Linked DNA regions of Mus musculus: region 1 is linked to region 2. Evidence: chromatin contacts called from public Hi-C data. All regions are on one chromosome and are shown on one strand. Each heading gives the region's core, a stretch centred on a gene start, on an enhancer-like site or on the middle of the called end of the contact. The rest is flanking DNA. Distances are from core to core; before and after follow the strand shown.

Evidence for each region. A called contact is a pair of places that touch in the nucleus more often than the background predicts.
Region 1: a contact with region 2 is called in a Hi-C map of the P5424 cell line, with 1.7 times the contacts expected there. The contact joins the promoter of Ass1 here to the enhancer-like site in region 2. A contact is called at or near these places in 4 of 39 promoter capture datasets (the 3T3-L1 cell line, embryonic stem cells, hippocampal neurons and 1 more), 2 of 15 datasets of contacts at CTCF or cohesin (embryonic stem cells and pro-B cells), 11 of 484 Hi-C or Micro-C datasets (the 63-12 cell line, 8-cell embryo, B cells and 6 more), 8 of 115 datasets of contacts at active chromatin or transcription factors (CD8 T cells and embryonic stem cells) and 1 of 9 other capture datasets (embryonic stem cells).

What each region holds. Positions count from the first base shown.
Region 1 is chr2:31,468,541-31,473,578 of GRCm38.p6, reverse strand. It overlaps Ass1 (argininosuccinate synthetase 1), which reads right to left and starts at 3,309. Exons shown (of 16, transcript NM_007494.3): 1 at 3,240-3,309.
Region 2 is chr2:31,416,259-31,420,767 of GRCm38.p6, reverse strand. It overlaps Hmcn2 (hemicentin 2), which reads right to left. Exons shown (of 98, transcript NM_001370902.1): 62 at 3,927-4,058; 63 at 803-946; 64 at 551-710; 65 at 346-470. Among named protein-coding and RNA genes, the nearest start is that of Ass1, 52 kb to the left of the region's middle. Within about 2 kb of position 1,992, at least 21 of the 459 cell types and tissues checked have an H3K27ac peak or open chromatin away from gene starts, as enhancers often do. A contact at or near this core is called in 8-cell embryo and the P5424 cell line, where this site is marked.

The DNA.
Region 1 (5,038 bases), core at 2,060-4,559, 51 kb before region 2:
AGCCAGGTCTGTGCAGTATGAAGGGCTATGTTCTGCAGGGGCTGCGTGCCTATGCAGGCCTGCAACGTGTGTGCCTGCACTGGTGTGTATGTTTGTACCCCTAAGATTGGGTGTCTGAGAAAGTGACTCTGTGTACTTGTGGTGTGCACCTGAGTGTGTGCATATGTGTGCACATGTGTACACGCATGCTGGGCTTGAAGCCACAGCCTGTGAGCTGGATATAATAATATATATCATCTTGGCTCTCAATCTGAGTAGGTGTCAGTAGCAGTCTGTCCCTGAGGATAACATGCATGTGACTCTTGCTCTGGTCACGTTAGCCACACGAGCCTCTTTGGGCCTGGGGAGTACTTTGGCTGGGCGGTTAGGTGTTTCACTGGCCTGTTGGCTTTGGCTGATGCCACAGAGAGTGTCACCTACCTTGCTAACTAACATGAGCCCAGGCTGACTACAGTCACTCCCTGGTTCTTAGGGGTTTTTTGCCCTTTGCTTCCTGTCTTGGTGACGAGTCACCAGACTACAGACAGCTACCTGGGTTGTTCCTCCACCCCGGCTCTATCTGCTGTCATGATTACTCAGTTCTAATTGGTCTGTTACTACTGTTCTTTTAAAACCCTGACCAGACCTGGCCCAGAAGACCCCTGAGATGACTCTCAGTTCCCTTCTGCAGTTTCATGTCTGATAAAACTAGACTGCAATACCAATATTGAACAGCAGGAGGCGCACCATCCTCCTACTGGATCTAGCCTGTTTATATTTGATTGACGGGTTTCTGATCTTCATGCCCGAAGGAGGCAAGGAGGGAGACTAAGCGGGTTTTACCAATTTCTGGTGAGAGACTCAAACCTTTATCTAGTGTAGCTGTTCTGGAAGGCCTGAAGACACGTGTAGTCCCTTTGACTACTGAAACAACGGAATTCCCAGGAACTTCCCAAGCTGGGGAAGGAAAAACCTGGAGCTCTGGGGAGACTGAGGGAAGGAACGTTTCTCCCAAGAGGCCAGACATGGTAGTGCACACCTTTAATCTCGGCACTTGGATGGCAGAGGCAGGGAGATCTCTGTGGGTTTGGGGCCAGCCTGGTTCCAGACCAGCCAGGACCACATAGTGAGACCTTGTCTCAAAAATAAATAAGCAAACAAACCAAGAGCCGATGTCACACAGTTCTGACCACTTAGCTAAGATAATGATGGCCGGGCCACACCTTGAACGGGATTGCATTCTTGAGCAATTCCTGGTGGCGCTTGCCTTGTTAAAACCTAAACCTCGTGTCAGGATGCCAAAGGTGGGCTTGGGGTAGTGTCCTCTGTTCCTCTTCCTGGTGTAGCTATACAGACTACATGTCCTTCATCTGCCTTTTACCTGTCTCTTTAACTGGGCTAAGGGGTGGGAGGGGGGAAGCTAGCAGAGCACAGCTTTTCAGGGACAGCCAGAGCCCGTGCTCTGATGCTAACAGCTCCAGTAACACTAGAAGAACACACCAGTCCACTCATTAATGCTACCAACTGAGGCTCTGGGTGCCCAGCCATTTTCCAGGTCTAGGGAGGAACCAGCCTCAAAAGAACAGGGAGCCAGGTCCTGGGAAGTGAACTCTGCCCAAAACCTTCAGTGAAAACCGATGCCTCAGACCCAGAGTTCAGCAAGGTATCTCTTCCTGCAGGGCTGCCCGCAAGGAAGGCACTCACTCCAGAAGCAGTGTGTTCACAGCCTGGTGGAGGGATCTGGCTGACCTAGGGGCGTCCAAGGTCAATGAGATGGGCCCTGAGAAAATGCAGCAGGTGGGCCGGGGCGTGGCTCCACCCCAAGGCTCCTGGAGTGTCTGACTTCCTCAGCTCAGAGCAGGCAGGCAGCTGGGGTGAGGGGCACACTTGACCAAGGGTGCTAAGAGCTGTTCTGTCCTACTATGTGCGTGGAGGAGGTGGGTAGTGGACAGAAGTTGCCCTTCATTTATGGACTCCATGGGCACTGGGTAAAGTCAGAATTCCTTGGGCAGCCCTGAGGCCCTTCCAATGCTCCCAGACTTGGCTGGTTTATGGTGGGAGGGGGAGAGGGTAGGGGGAGTTTGAAATGGAGGCTATTCCAGTCTCTGCCCAGCCCAGCTCTTAGGTTTCTCCACTGTCTTCTTCCTTCTGAAAGCCTTGTCTGGGGCGGGGGAGGGGGTGGAGGAGTGGGGGAGTAGGTGGCTGGGGAGGGTTGCGGGGGGGGGGGGGGGACGGGACCCTGTCTTTTCAGGTCTTCATCCCAGACCCAGTGAGCAAGTGGGCAGACCCTGGCCACAGTTCTCAAAACAGCTCACTGAACTTGAACTCTTGGACAGCAAGAGTTCTGAGTCCAGGCACAAGGCTGGCAGCCCTGGAGCTGGGAGGCTGACGTCAGGGGTCACCTGCCAGGTGGAGGAGCCGCAAAGCGAGGGATCAAAGGAAGGGTTTTCCTACTCTACCCCTGGGGAAAGGGCAGGTCTGCTCCTGCCAGCTGCACTTGCAGACAGCCTGACAGACCCACTTCACAGAGGGGAATACTGAGAGCGCGGTTAGTTCTCCTGGAGAAGATTTCCCTCGATTTCTCGGTTAGCCTGCCTTCCAGAGAAGGGCCCAAGCCGTTAACAAGCCAGAAACAGACATTTCCTGCGAAGGGGCTCCTCCCAAAGAGCCAGCCAGCTAGCAGGAAACCTGTCTAGAAGCCCCACCCAGACTGAGCCTGGCATTGCACCCTACGGAGAAGAGAAACCAGTCACAGCCTAGGAAGGACCCGGGACGGGTAGGCAGGGTTCGCGTGTCCACCAGAGCAGGGTACTGTCACACTCAGGAGAAAGGCACACGCCCAAGCCCCTAAGGGCAAAGAGGGGCTGGACCTTTTGCTTACTTTGAGAAACAAGCCTGAACATAGATCGGCGAATCTGATCCAGGGAGAGGGATTCGGAAGCCCCCAACCCTCTGGACTCTCCGGGACTCTACTTGGAGCCTTCGCAGCACACAGAGGATCGTGAAAAACCAGAGGGGGACCTCCATAGTCCTCCTGCTCCGGAGACCTTGGGACCCGTTCTCCTACATGGGTTCCCTAGGCAGGAGGAACGTGTGCGTCACAGCGCCCCGGACATCAGCCTCCTTCCTTCCACTAACTGCGCGGTCACTCGGGGGCTGCCCTGAGCCCACCCCCTGCAGCTGCTCGCTCCCTCTGGGATTCCTTGGTCATGAGACCCTGGATAGAGAGTGGGGACCAAGAAGGGCCCGGAACTTCTTACCAGTGAGCCCAGGCGGCAGTGGCAGACGGCGGAGCAGGGCTGAGAGAGGCGCGCATCCAGGGTTATAAGCACAGGGCCTGGGGGGGGCAGGAACCTGGGACACGTGGGGACGGGCGCGAGAAAGGCCCCGCCCTCGGGCCCGGCCCCCGCTCCGAGCCTCTCAGGGCTCGAGGCCACCTGCGGGTGGGCGTGGCCCCGCGCTCTCTCCCGCTGGCCCCTCCCTCTTCCCTTGGCGCCCGCACCACCTCCCGGGGGCGCACGGGCGTGGGCTCTTGCAATTTAGGTCCCCTGATCCTGACCCGCTGGTGGCGCCTGGGAGGGCGGCAGAGGTTGGAACCCGCGTGACTAGCAAGGCTGATCGCAGCTGTCTTGCAAGAACCCTTGAAAGCGCTGCAAGGCGGGAGTGAAGATGCAAATTGCTTAGGTTCAGAGGCTGTGTAGCCCCACTCGATTTAAAGACTGAAGCATCTGCCCCTCAGAGGCTCTTGCTTTCCCTGATGCTAGCCCACAAGCCAGAGCTAAGGGTTCACAAGAAAATGCAAACGAGTTGGCCAAGGATGGCTGGGGATGCCATTTTAACGTCCTGGCCTGGCACCTGCCCAGATCGCCGTGGGCTCCCAGTAAATGGTGAATCAAAGCCTGGCTGTCTGCTGAGCCATCAGAAGATGGGGAAGGTTGAGGTTCACAGAGGTGAAGCTGCTGGCTTGTAAAGTGAACCCGGGGGTTGTGGCCCACATGAGCCAGAAAGCCGTGCCAGAGGCTTCCCAGCCTGGCCTGAGCCCTGCAACACACAGGACAGCCCCTGCCCCAGTGAACCTCAACACCCAGGATTACGGCAAGATCATATCCCCCAGGCAGGCCTAGATTCCAAGCCTCAGACGGCTCCATGCCCATGTTTTACCCAGCTTTCCTTACTACTGCCTTGCCCTGAGACTCTGGGTGCCCTCTGGGGTCCAGCCAAGCCCCTTACTCGGTCTCCTGATTTTTGTTCAAGGTCAGAAACAGCAGCTGTGGGGGCTTCTAGGAGGGAGAAGGTGCCAGACACATTTACAAACTTTAGCTGCAGGATTCTTTTGTGCTCCTGGCCCTGTCCTCCAAGCTAAACGTAGCCCATGCTGGTTAGAAACTCCAGAGAGCCAGGTGGGGACGGACGTCCAGGGGACAGCCTGAGGCATCTCTCTGCTAAGTGACACTAGAACAGCTGACCTTCGGGCGTCACTGGACCAGCTCTGGACCTTCCTCACAGACAGGAGACTAGTGAGGTCAATGAAAAGAACATGCCAGCAACTTTTGAGCCACTTTGAGGCCATTGGTCCCCATTTGCTGACTCGGCTTCTTAGGGCTGGCCCAGAAGCTTTCCATCTTACCTTTATGAAATATATGCACAGAGAGAGGGTGCATCTTTCCCAAGGCCACACAGCATGCCCAGAGCATAGCAGAATTTGGGCCCCGAAGCCCAAAAGCCTCTGCTCTAACTCAGGTTTGAACTGAACTGGTTCAGGCAGGAATCACGAACAGGGGGAACCTTTACCCCCTACTACAGAAATGACTCCAGCCCAGAGGACTGACACATAGGCAGGGGGATAGAGGGGCCAGTACTGCCAGCAGTTGACTTATGAGCCCCCAGAGGTGGAGGTGAAGTGCAGGGGCCCAGCTGACTCCTGGACCAGCTATGTTCTCTGCATTCCTCCACCTTCACGGTGGACACTGAGTCCCACCCATCCTCACTCTGCAAACTACTTCTGGATTGGGTGGAACATGACCCAAGAGGGTTTGCCCCTGGAAATGAGTCACCATGA
Region 2 (4,509 bases), core at 743-3,242:
GCGGTAGATTAAAAGTGTTGAGGGACTTGGAGGGAAGGCAGCACCCAGCCCTGACCTTATGCCACTGCCAGCCATTGTAGTTAGGATTTTGGAGTCTCGGCTATGCCCTGGAGAGATGAGGTCCACTGTCTTGGACCCAGATTCACCCAATCTTTTCATGGCTGAACCTTGGGAGGGGACGCTTGTGACTCTTACTAGAGAACAAGGCCTGAAGGCCCAGGGAGCCTGCAGAGTGGCTGTCATCAGGTCTTGACTGGAGGTTCCTGACTCTGCCCACTCATAATCCTGTAGGTTTTCCTACAAGGCACTGGGGCTCCCTGCATCTCCTCAGCCTCAGTTCCTCACCCAGTACATTCACCGTGTGTAGCCTGGCATCCTCCCCAGCTGGGTTGTGGGCCACACAGGTGTAGGCACCCGAGTCCGCTGTTCTTAGGCCCTTCAGCACCAGGGTACTGCCGTCCAGATAGAACCTGCATGGGGAGGGGTCACTGAGGGCAGGCACACACAGGCTGGCAGCTCTGGTGCCTCAGGTGGCACAGCCTGGCCTTACCGGAGGTGAGGTCCCACGTGCTGGTCCAACAGGCCACCGTCCTTCAGCCAGGTTATATCTGGTGGTGGCTGGCCTTCAGCCTCACAGTGCAGCCGAATCTCCTGTTTCTCCAACACATTGTGTTCTTGTGCCATGCCTGAGTCCTGGATCTGGGGAGGCACTGTGACACACACAGGCCATGGTGAGGGCCTGCCAGCAGCAAGGGTTGCTGGGGATGGGGCAAAGAGGGGGTCGTGTAGAGTACAGACGCACCTAGGACAGACACTACAAAGTCTTTGCGGGCCTCTGCCTGGGCGTTCTCAGCCACACAAGTGTAGGTACCGGCCTGGGCTGGCTGCAGGTGACTCAGCTGGAGGCGGCCACCTCGGGAGACCACTCCGTGTACCACGCTGCTCTCTGTGGAATGAAGCGAAGCCCTTGAGTCTTGTACTTCCTTCCTGTACTGACAGGGAAACTGAGGCACCAGTGGGTCCGAGGCACCTTCGTAGATTTCTACTGGCCTCGTTTCCCTTCTGCCGCTGTGAAAAGTTACCCAGACAAAGGCAGTGTAGAGGTCACAGGGGTCGTTAGGCCCACCATCCCAGGTGACAGTCCTTGAGAGGGAGCGGTGGCATCAGGAAGCAGCTGGTCACAGCCACAACAGAAAAAGAAGGAATGTGTGCACACCTGTGTTCAGCTAGCGTTCTCTAACTCAGGACCCAATCCCAGGGAAAAGTGTCATCCATTCTCTGGCTGGGTCTTTCCACACCAGGAAACACGCTTAAGACGGTCCCAGACAGACAGACAGACATGCCCTCAGCCAACGTGACCTAAACACTCCCACATGGATGCTCTCCCAGTGGTGACCTAAGGCTTTAGACAGTCCCAGACAGGCATGCCCACAGACAACATGACCTAGACACTCCCATATTGATGCTCTCTCAGTGGTGACCCGAGCCTAAGTCAAGTTAACAATTAAATTAACCTCTTTCCTTAACCCACCCGTGGCTGTTCTCCTTCTTACAGTCCTCCTTCCCTCCGGTTAGGGTCCCACACCTTCTACATGTATCTAGGTTGCTGATCAAGAGGAATCAGCCACTCAATGGCCCCACCCTTTGGGCTCCTGGGACTCCACTCAACATCTTGGAATGCTCCCTTGCACATCTGTCCTGAAGGTATTTCTAATCATATCAACCCTACCTCCACCCCACCTTGACCCCTGCCCAGCCTTCCAGAGCCACGTGCCTGGATCAGCCCCACCCTGTGTCCTACTTAGAGCTCGGGGGGAAAAAAAGGCGAGCACCGTGGTCCCTGTCTTCAAGAAGCATGAAATGTATCACAAAGACACAGTGCAGCCGAGGGCTGACAGCTGTACCACTCTCTCAGCGTCAGGGAGCTGGAGGATGGAAGGGACAGGGGAGGAGTAGGAGGGTACCAGAGAGGAGTGGGAGGGGCAGTAGGAGCTGGGAGGAGGAGCTAGGAGGAGGAGGAGCTAGGCTCCTCAATGGGGGCTGCTGGGACAAAGCTTGAGCAGAAGCCAGTCAGATGCAAGCAGACAAGACCACGAGACATTCCAGACAGGGAACAGCGTGCGTGAAGAACTAGAGGCCTGATAGAGGCTTTGATGCCAGGCTAACTCAAGGGTCCACACAGGAGAAACAAAAACACCCCCCACCCCAGAACCCTGAACACCCACAGACACCTGTACTTCAAGCTCACCGCAGCCTCGTCGCAACAGCCCAAGGCTGGTTAAGAAACGGTGCTACCTGTTCCATCCCAGCACGTGGGAGGCAGAGACGGGTAGCTATCTGTGAGGTTAAGGCCTGTCTAGTCTACATAGCAAGTGGCCCAATCAGCCTGGGTTACAAAGCCACATGAGGTATTATGTAAAGGAACAATGAAAAAAATAACTAAATTTATTTCTGAAAAAGACAGACTGATCCAGGCTGCCCAGTGAGCTTTCAAAGGTTCAGGCTAAATGGAGCGAGGCAGATGCAGAAGGTCACAGGATGACGTGACGCCATCTGAATGAATGCCCAGGGCAGGCATTTCATGGACACTGACGGTCTGTTGTGGGTGGGAAGTTGCGAGGCATGGGGGATGGCTAATGGCTATGGGGATTCTTTACTGGGCAATGAAGACATTGTAAAATTGGTTGTGGCAGTTGCTCCACTCCTTGGATACACTGAAAAGCCTTGAATGATACTCTTTAAATGGCTGGACTATATAGGTTGTAAATTGTAGCTCACTAAAGCTACAATGTGAAGAGTTGGGCAAAAGTCTACATGTGAATGGGGTGGGGGAACACATTGTCCAGCCACAGCCTGAGGTCTCCACAGCTGCCACTAACTCCTCAGTGATGAGCTGTCAGAATCTTCTGCCTGTGTACTAGAGGGACCCGTGGGCCTGAGACCAGCGTGGGCCTGAGACCAGCGGGAGTGGGAGGTAGAGGATGCTGCCCTCACCAGGAACTGGCAGGGGGCAGTGATGTCCAGCATGGCACAGCCTTGGTGGAGTGTGCCATAGGATTTACCAGCTGACAGGCTGAGGATCCACCGACTGACCCTAGCAGGGTGTAGCGGTCAAGGGTGAGGAGGAGAGCTAAGATGGAGTGACCCATGGTCAAGCAGGTGCAGAGCTGATTGACAGGGGAGGGGCAGCTTAGAGCAGCCCCAAGCCTGGGCATAGCCAGGCCTGAAGAGCCTCTCTCTTGTCTTCTGAGTGGAGGGGACAGACACCAGAGGACTCCAGCAGGAGTGGCTCCCGATACTGCATTCCAGTGACCAATAAAAGCAGTGAAGGGCAAAAGGGGGGTATGGCTGCCATCACAGAGCAGCCTAACTTGAGGGAGGAAGGGAGGGAAGGGGGGAGAGAGGGAGGGAGGGAGGGAGGAAAGGAAGGAGGAAGAGACAGACAGACAGAGACAGAGAGACAGAGAGAGAGCGACCCAGGCTCAGGTATTTGACACCCGCTCTCTCCCCCACCCCCCGCGCCCTCCCCTCCCCAAGTTAATAGCCTGGTCCCACTCCCTCTGCTTCCTCTCTGTGGTTAAAGCTGTGCTCTCTCTGCTTCCTGCTCCTAGCACCAGGCTTGCAGCTTGCTCTCCTCCCTCACTGGCGTGATGGGCTCTTCTCCCTCTGGAACCATCAGCCAAAGTCTGTTCCTTCTTCCTTAAGTCGCTATCGTCAGAGCCATGCAGAGTAACTGAGGCAGGCTGGCTCCCTGGGGCTCCGCCTCCCGTGCTAGGGTTTCGAGCATAAACCACCACATTCCACGAGCCCTCTGTCTTTGACAGGACCATTAATACCAAACAATTTCCTGGACTTCTATTGTGGCTCTACTGAATGAAGACCGACCTATTTTGCACTAAAATGGCTGGTAGGACATGGGTACTCACCCACGGGTAATCTGTCCTTCAGCCAAGTCACAGTGGGAGCAGGGATTCCGGACACATCACAAGCCAGGACTAGGGTCCGCCCAGCTACCTGGTTCACTGTCTCCCTCTCGGGCTTCTCAAATGTTGGAGGCACTGCGGGAAGATGGTAGGTTTCTGCACTCTTCCTTGTTCTCTAGTTCCTTCCTCTCGGGCAGGTTAGGGGTTTTTATTTTACACTCTATTGATGGAGGCAGGAGTTGCTTTATGCACAGATGGAGCTAGAAAGCCACCGCTGGGGCTGGTGAGATGGCTCAGTGGGTAAGAGCACCCGACTGCTCTTCCAAAGGTCCAGAGTTCAAATCCCAGCAACCACATGGTGGCTCATAACCATCCGTAACGAGATCTGATGCCCTCTTCTGGTATATCTGAAGACAGCTACAGTGTACTTACATATAATAATAAATAAATCTTAAAAAAAAAGAAAGCCACCGCTGACCCACTCAGCCTGAGGATGGGGAATGGACGCCCAGGGACCCACAGTCCTTTGGGATGGGTGTCTGATCGCCTCGATTTCTCTCAGCCCCATGCTGAGCTGCCAGGCACG